2 separate regions of the Mus musculus genome follow, and region 1 is linked to region 2. Evidence: chromatin contacts called from public Hi-C data. All regions are on one chromosome and are shown on one strand. Each heading gives the region's core, a stretch centred on a gene start, on an enhancer-like site or on the middle of the called end of the contact. The rest is flanking DNA. Distances are from core to core; before and after follow the strand shown.

What was found. A called contact is a pair of places that touch in the nucleus more often than the background predicts.
Region 1: a contact with region 2 is called in a Hi-C map of myocytes, with 4 times the contacts expected there. The contact joins two enhancer-like sites. A contact is called at or near these places in 11 of 484 Hi-C or Micro-C datasets (brain, cerebellar granule neurons, cerebellum and 5 more) and 2 of 115 datasets of contacts at active chromatin or transcription factors (forebrain and neural tube).

Annotation. Positions count from the first base shown.
Region 1 is chr4:76,440,421-76,445,029 of GRCm38.p6, forward strand. The region is part of intron 10 of Ptprd (protein tyrosine phosphatase, receptor type, D); the gene reads right to left. Among named protein-coding and RNA genes, the nearest start is that of Gm42303, 8.2 kb to the right of the region's middle. Within about 2 kb of position 3,336, at least 11 of the 459 cell types and tissues checked have an H3K27ac peak or open chromatin away from gene starts, as enhancers often do. A contact at or near this core is called in myocytes, where this site is marked.
Region 2 is chr4:76,257,669-76,261,957 of GRCm38.p6, forward strand. The region is part of intron 11 of Ptprd (protein tyrosine phosphatase, receptor type, D); the gene reads right to left. Among named protein-coding and RNA genes, the nearest start is that of Gm46893, 78 kb to the right of the region's middle. Within about 2 kb of position 2,228, at least 16 of the 459 cell types and tissues checked have an H3K27ac peak or open chromatin away from gene starts, as enhancers often do. A contact at or near this core is called in myocytes, where this site is marked.

The DNA.
Region 1 (4,609 bases), core at 2,086-4,585, 180 kb after region 2:
CAAAATGTGGATACGTTCTCAGCACAAAGAAAATAGTGCTGCCCCATCCTTCCTAGAGGTTATGGTTAATAGATTAATTTATAGAAAAGTTTGTGGCTAAATAACCCAGTGTTTGCATTGTGAGAAACATTTTGGAAACTTGGACCCAAAGGACTTAAATGTTAAGACACAAAAAAGCTCATAAAAGAAGAAAAGCATTCTCCATGTGACTTTATGTACCATGTCTGATTTAAAACTTCAGGGTGCCCTGCTGTCAAGAAAACAAATAATTATCCAAAGCATCACACAAATATACCATCCTGAATTTTATTCTTTAGAAAACCATAATTAGTCAGAAATAGTTATCTGAAACATTATTCCACTCCCTACCCCAAAACAGTCCCTAATAAGCTCCTATAAAATAGGTTAAATGGAGAAAAAAAATAATCAACTTGCCCATCTGTTATTGATAATAAAATTATCAAGAGAGCAGTAAATGCAAATATTTTAGAAGCCATTCTAACGGACGAAAGTTCCCAGATAACCGTGCAGTAGGCTGGCTGCCAGCAAGCAGAGCAGGTATGCGCCACCCCCTTGGCAGAGCTCCACCTCTTTGAAGGGAGGCTGCTCTTTGGAGATTCCTGCTTGATTTATACTTCGCTTTATAAAAATGCTTTTGATTCCTAGTGGGTAGTATGAAAGTGCCAGGTTTTATTACTTTAAAATCATTTTTGGTACAGATCCTTCACCTAACCATATCCAGGACTGAGTCCAACTCTCGTCACTGCCTTGGAAACCCCACATAGCAGAGCTGGAAAGCAACAACAGCCAAAGGTCAACTGCCCAAACCCCTGTAGGGAAGAGTGTTTCTCAGTAGAATAAGGAAGAGACTCTTCAGAATGGGCAGAGAGACCCTACAGATGCTTATATTTTTCATAAATGTGTGCCAAAGAAACTGAACTTGCTTGCCATGTGTGAGATATATTTTTTAACTTTTGTTTTTTGTTCTGTTTTGTTCTTTTGTTTTTTTGTTTTGATTTTTGATTTTTTTTTGTTTTTTTGGTTTTCTTTTTTTTTTGTACACAAGAAAGAGGAGCTTAAGTGTGAAACAGATAGTTTAGTTGCTTACACTGCCTGACATAATTCTGGCCCTCATAATACCTTGAGCTCTCAATCTTGAGCTCAGTCCTAAACAGTTTTTCTTCCTCTGAAACTGTAACATAGAAATACTAATTAATGAGCATTTAATATACATAATATTAGTTTAGGGATTAGATGTAATACTGAAAGGAAGGAACCAAACAGAATGTCTAGCACCGCAGTAAGTACTCAGTACATTTTATCAACTACCACTAACAGCAACTACCACTAACATGACCACGAAAACACGGTGATCACTATCATTAGTGATCAATATCAACAATACTAATGGAAGTTTTCTCCAAAGAGGAATGCTGAATTCTTTCTCAAGAGTCCCAAGTTTTTTCAAGGGACTCAGCCTAGGGCATCCACATAACTTAGGCTGCCACTAAGCTATATCTCCTGTACCTCCAGCTTATCATCATAGGCATATATTTACAGTGGTTCTCAACCTCCCTAATTCTGTGACCGTTGAATACAGTTCCTCATGTTGTGGTGCCCCTCCCCATTACAAAATTATTTAATCACTGTAATTCTGCTACTATAATGAATGTTCATGTAAATATCCAATATATATGGTAATCTGATACGGGACCTTTATGGGGGTTGCAACCCAGAGACTGAGCACCTTTGGCTTATGATGAATTTATTCTTTACATTCATGATTTAAATTAAATACAACTCAAATTCAAATCCTTAGTTCCATTCAATCCAAAGAAAAAGACAGAGTAAGTGAGTTGGGCATTAGTTGGTTAGACAACACTTAGAAAGACTTCAATGATCACAAATTGATACAATAGACATAGAGGAAAGAGGGATTCTTGGAATCATATCTGAGAAGCAGAAAATCCCACGGCAGACACTCCCAAGATAGTTCAGGATCTGCTCTTGCTCAAAAACAGGTCACCTTGGGGCTCTGAGTGAGAAAGCTGGCAGGACATGCAAATTACAGTCAGCCTGCAGAGGACTGTGTCAGCTGTTGATGGGGAGTTTGCTCTTGATTGTATAGACAAGGGGAAAAGAAAATGCCACATTTCAGAAAAGAAGAGAGAGAAAACACTAAGACAACATGGAAAGCTATTTATGGGCTGCAGAACATCCAAGCACATGGTAAAGTCAGAAAGGGAAAGGAAGCCATACAATAAAGAAATTCCAGGAATAGAACTACAGAACTGGATAACAAGAAGGGAAGAAGATAGGTGCAAAGGATGACACCAAATTTCCTTCCGGAGGGCTAAATCAGATGAGGTGTGGTGTGAAGGAAAATGACTACAAATACTGTATGGGAGATATTATTTAGAGTTTATTATTCAGAGCTCGTGATTCAGGAAAGCCTTTTATTGACAACGATCCGTCCAGCTGATAGAAATTTAGGATAGGTACTTGAGGAGTGCTATGAAATCTACTTTCAGGGTAATCTATGCAGAAACTGTTGGTTCTATGCTAACTTGACAGGAATATCCCAGGAGACAGCAGAGGAGAATCTGAGAAGATTAATCAATATTCAAAGAGTTTATAATAGAGATGGAAGCTAGGAGGCCTGAACATCACAGGAAAGGAGAATCCATGAAGAGAAGAAAGCAAGAATCAAGGAAAGAGCTCAGAGCAGTACCCACCCGTGGGAGCCTCCGATAGAAGTTGTTTTCAACATTTTTTTTCTTGTCGGGAACTACTATAATCCTCCAAGGAAAAATAAATAAAACTGATTACATGAACAGTAAGTAGATTTGGAGTATTTAAGGTATTTCTAGGTTATTATTCCCTGCTAGTCAAAAAATCATGAGAAAGATTAGACTAAGGTATAAAAACAGATCTGAGGAATCAGACTGAACCATTTCAACCAGAGAAGAATGAATTGGTAAGGTCCCCCCCTTTAAAAACCTTTAAGAATATGTCGATTAAAATACAACATGGAGGAGATATGTTTCCCAGGGAGTTGAGGGCCTATGTGTGAAAAAAGAAATGATTAGTGCCATTCAATATTTCGTTGTAGTGAACGCTGGGGAGGATGGAAAATAATCGTATGGTAAACACTAAACAAATGTCTTTTGACCTATAATAGGACACTGTGTCGGTATTTGATGTGGCTAGTCTCATTTCTTCCTGTGGAACTGTGCTGGTGGGTCTTAGGGAAAGACAGAATGCAGTAAGTAAATTCCTATCTTCCATCAACACATTTGACCTCAGAGCAAACCCCACAACTGGCTACAGGCACCACCATCCATCACCGCTCTTGAAACTGGATCTTTGAGGAAAAGACAGCTGCACTGGGCAAGGGCTGAGCAGCTTTCTAAGATGCAGTGCACTTTTTTCAAAGCACTTATTTTGGTTTAGTATTTTAATTAACTGCGTTTCTAAGCATTTCTTTCCCCAAAACTGCAGTTCCACATCAACAGCTATCCTTGGGAATCTATTAATTCATTCTTGACTTTTAAAGGAAATGCTCCCCGTACATTCTAGGCAAAGTCATTTCTAGCTTTTAGTTTGAAAGCTTTTCTGAGATAGTGGTGTACTGAGGCATGCTAATATGCACAGACTGCAATGAACACGCTGGGCAAGAAAGATTGTTCTAGGATATGCAGTGATTACAACAAATATACACCAGAAAGCAGAGGAGGAGGGAAGGATGTAGACACCTACATCCAACAGATCTGAGTTTTAAATCAGTCAACAATTAAACATGTGCCTAGCATGAAGCATACACATGGCTAACACATATAGAGCTTACATAGGTCCTTTTTTCACCTTAAAAAATAAGAATTGTTTATTACACTGTTAGCTGGACTGTCATCGTTTGGGTGGTTATTCTCTCTTCCTTAGAGATGGTGAAACTGAGACTCTCAAATGCTGCCTCCCACCCCAGGGAGAATGTGATAGGACTGAGAGCCTGAGTTTCCCTTAGAGAAAACCTATTGCCATCCATCTTTTCAAAGGCTGGAGAAAAAATAAATAGATATAGATGTAGATAGATAGATAGATAGATAGATAGATAGATAGATAGATAGATAGATAGATAGATAGATAGAGAGATAGATAGATAGAGAGATGATAGATTAGAGTGAGTTGACATTACATAGGAATTTCTGATACCTTGCTATCCAATGCTTACAGTTGATCATTCTATTTATTTTAAAATACAATTTCCACAAATCTCCAAACAGATCCAAGAAACTTTTTAAAAATTACAATCAATTCCTCAACCTCAATTTCTTTCATTAGCTACTGCTACATTAGCTCAAAGGTTGGCTTTTTTTTGTTGCTCTTTAAAGACAATTAAGATTTTGTAAATTCAATTAATTTCAAGAAGCTGATGGATTTACGAATGTTAAAGCCAGTAAACAGCAACATGAGAGGGCTATGAATCTCCTGACACTGTTATCTGAAGGTCAACCCTCAGCAAAGAGGCAGTCTTTCTGGTCAGTGAGCGCAAAGCACCATGACAAAGCCTAGGCTCAAATGGTGCTCTGCTATGGGACTCGGTTCTTAACAC
Region 2 (4,289 bases), core at 978-3,477:
AGATTTCTGAGTTCAAGGCCAGCCTGGTCTACAAAGTGAGTTCCAGGACAGCCAGGGCTATAGAGAGAAACCCTGTCTCAAAAAAAATATATATGTATATATGTATATGTATGTATGTATATATATTTTTTGACACACACACACACACACACATATGGGCTAGAGGAGGCCTTAGTGGAACTGCTAAGTGGATATCTAAACAGTGATGTTGATATGGTCTTTCATTAGAATGTGTGACTCTGGTCCAAGGCATGATGGGATGGCTACACAGACTATGGCTGTGATTTAAGATTATGTCATAAACTAGTGGTTACTCTGAGTGTCTTACACCAAAACAAATTGCTAGTCTTACTAAGAATGTCAATAGTTCAGAGACATTTTATTGCTCTGGCATACAACCATAGAGGACGGTTTATTTTGGTCATAATATGCTATATTCTGTGTTAAATAAAACATGATGATGGTGAGGCCATACACCTTTCCCAGCTGTAAAGTAAATGTTTATGACTTGGGTATTAATATATCTTGAAGTAAGATAAATAGCTACAATATAGTGAACACATCATTGCTACTGGCTGCTCTGAGCCACAGGCCTGCCCTCTTCTATCCGCACATGTGAATAGGCCTGTTGCAATATGCCTGGTGTTTTGAACAAGAGAACTTGAAACTTTTGTTGTTCTCCAATGTGAAATAACGGGAGATAATATCCAGGACTGAAAGGAACTAGTAGAGAAATCCCAAGGTGTCTGCTGCGATGGAACGGTAGGGACAGTGCTGGAGTTGATGTCACCTGGGACCAGTAAACCATTTTTCACTGACACCAATTTCAGTTTGGTTAAACTGAGAAGGTAGTCTGGGAATGAAAGTAGCTAAGAAATTTCTCCCAAGCAATAATATAGGAGTGTTGTGTGTGCAAGTGTATATGTTTTCATAAAACTGATAGCCTTCAAATGTATTTGCTTCAGAAACTGAAAGCATTGTTACAAATCTTTATTAAAGAGGTATGGCTTTTTTTTTGTACATACACTAATTTAGTATATTATTATATAGCTATCTTTTTGTAGAATAAGATATGCAAAAGAACTGACTCAGTTTTTGTTTGGGCTGAGAAAGTCTTACTTGTAGCTCTGGCTTGCCTAGAAATCCCTATGAAGACAAGGCTGGACTTGAATTCACAAAGATCCACCTGCCTCTGCTTCCTGCATAGTATGGTTAATGCAGTGGGCCACATTAAACAGTCTTTATTGAGAATTCAGCAAAACCCTGTAATTAATAATATCGTCTAAATAAATATTTTGTCTTCTAAATGATTAAGCACTTAAAATCTGATTCATATAAAAACACTTCTTTGGTATTCAGTGTTTTAAATGCTCTCACCATTTGTTAATTTTTATTCAAGTATATAATGGTCAGTGGGAAAATTAAAATGCAAACTAAAAAGAAACGATTTCCCTCTAAGCAAGTGTTGTTTTTAAAGGAAGTGGTGATTTAAAGGCTATGTTTGGAAACTGCCCAGCACTGTTCTCAATTAGATGAGTCCCCTGCTAGGAGCATTAGTATTCTAAGTTTGTAAGATTTATGTCATGGGCTTATTTTGTGTAATATCCACACATTATAGGCATTCAAGGCACTTTAACGCAAATACAATTATTTAAGTAATAAGAAATTTTAGGTATGCATCTCTGTCCCTTCTAGATATTACCCACTAAATTGAGATTCCCTGTTTATTTCCATTTAAATGTATTTCTCCACATAGCCACAGCTCTAGGGCAGAGAGTTATGGCAATGATCTATAGTCTTCCAAATTTTCTCATTCAATGTTAGATAACTATTAGAACCGGCAACATTTTAAGGGATATTAAACATCTTGGCTACTGGAACCTTTCCAGCTGGATATATGTATTAAGAAATCAAGACGATTTATTTTTGCATATTAAATCGATTTTAAATATATATATATATAATTTGCATTCCTTTACAGGCCAGGAAAGCATCTACATCCATGTCCACTAGCTGGCCTGAGGGACTTGTGCTGGCCCTGTCTAAGTTCAACCTTGACCATGACTGATCTCTTACATACTCAGGCAGCTGCCCCACCCACCAGCAAACACTCCTCAGCTAGCTATTTGAAAGCATAAAAGATGGAAAGCCTGACAACTGGTTCTATGCTAGGGCTGTGAAGTCATGTCCAAGCAGGCAATGATAATAATAGATGAGCAACCAGCCGTGGCCTGGCCCTGTCCACAGAGCAAACCTGAGCTGACAGTAATTGGACCCTGGCACTGAAACCGCCAAGGATTCAACTCCTTAGCTTGTAGATAAAAATAAACCTTTAAAGGACTTAATAAAATGAGCTCTAGGTGGAGCTGAGGATAACATAATAACATTACTATTGTGTGCTTAAAGTTATACATGAATAAAATAAGCCTAGGAGCATTACCGTGCAAACATTGTATTCTTGTCCTCGGTGAACTGCAATACATGCAGAGCACACATTAAGGGAATCAATGAGAAGATGGGTCCTTTCCCACTCCTTTAGTTCCAGTTTCTCCTATGGGTTCATATGTATGTACATAAATATCATTTCACCTCTGGTGGTGAGAGAGTCACAGAAACAGAGAAACTGCTCAGATATTGTGGAGACACTTATCAGATGGCTTGATCTTCAAATATCAAGTTCCTAATTGTCTCCTTTGGCCAATGTGGATCCTGCAACCAGTTCATTTCCGTTCGAATTATGTATGCTTTTCTAGAGAAACACAGTATCTAAGCCCCAGGAATATGGGAGGCTTTCCAAAGAAGCAGAGCCAGTTTACCAACAATTCCACCCCACCCCACCCCCTCCCCGACCCTGCCACACCACACTCTAATTTCCAGCTCAGGGTACTGAGTCAGAAAACAAAGGACTTTCCCATACACACATAACCTTGTGAAAAACCTGCAAACAAGATTTTAATGACACTATTTACCAGTAGAGAATGCATGCAGAAATAACCAGAAATATTTCTTGCTGTGGGTTTTCCCCCTTTCCCCCAATTTAACTGATGCAGGCCACATCATAGCAATTTAAGTTGGTTTTGTGACAAATTATTAAGATACTTATTATGGAAAGAAAATCAACCAATAATTACTGCCCTAGCACAAGGCTATTGTTTTCAGCATAAACAGAAGCTGGGGCTGACAGCTGATGTGCCAGCCCCCTGCTAACTTAGAAAACATTTGCAGAGCCCCAAGGCCTCTTGCCAGACTCAGGCATGCTGTAGCCACCCAGATCAGCCAACAGGGCTGCACTGACCATGTTCAGGGCCTCCTACTGTGTTGGCCCTACTTTCAGGTGCTAAAAATACAGTCCGCATTATTAAGGACTCCAATTTTACAAAAACACTGGCCTTTGAACATCACTCTGAAACATCAATATGGAATCCCAAGGACTTGGACTTTTAGATAAGACCTCAAAAGTTATTGGACCCTTTAGTGTCCACAGAATATTATGGAAGGAAGAAAATATTTTCTTGTATTTGAGAAATAGGACCATTTATGAATACACAGCAGGATGCATAGACCATAACTTAGATGATCATAAGGAGAATTGGTAAAGGAGCCTGAGTTTATCCTGCAAAAATCCTTCCTTATGCCAAGTGGAAGTAAAGCCCTCGGGATCCCCAAAGAGATGAACGCCACTTATTTCCTGGACTCATTTTATAGCCACGTCATAGTTTCTAATTCCATGAGAGGAAATGGTGCTTTAAAGCCTGCTGCAGAGCCTTTGACAAATTTTAGTCTCTGATGTTTTAGGAACTATAGAGAGTGAAGGCTGCTTTTTGAGGTGGATCTAAAAATGCTACAAAAAGATCTCTTTTTCAAGGCACAGCTTGCAAGACAAAAAGACAGAAGGAAATCTTAAGGGATGTGCAGGCGCTGATTCTTAAATACCTGTGATTCCAACTCCCCAGACAAATGGTACCTAGGATTTCCTAAGCACCTCAGTGAGATGAACTGTGATAAAGACAGCAAGCTTTAAAAGACAACACTTGCACACTGGACTTGCCCATGGGCGTGTGGAAAAACAGTCCTTTCTTAGAGGTTCTGTCATCATTCACTGCACATCCTAGTTTCTCAGGGGTGAAACCCTTCTAAATCACTACCATGAGTGTGCCTAAACACTCACTGCATTCCATTGGCCAAAACGGTGTACATCATTCATATCTTTCTCCCTACCTGCGAAAAATCACAGCAGTCAGAGCTAGTATGACAAACCCTTATGATTTTACAACCTCAAATGAACCCTT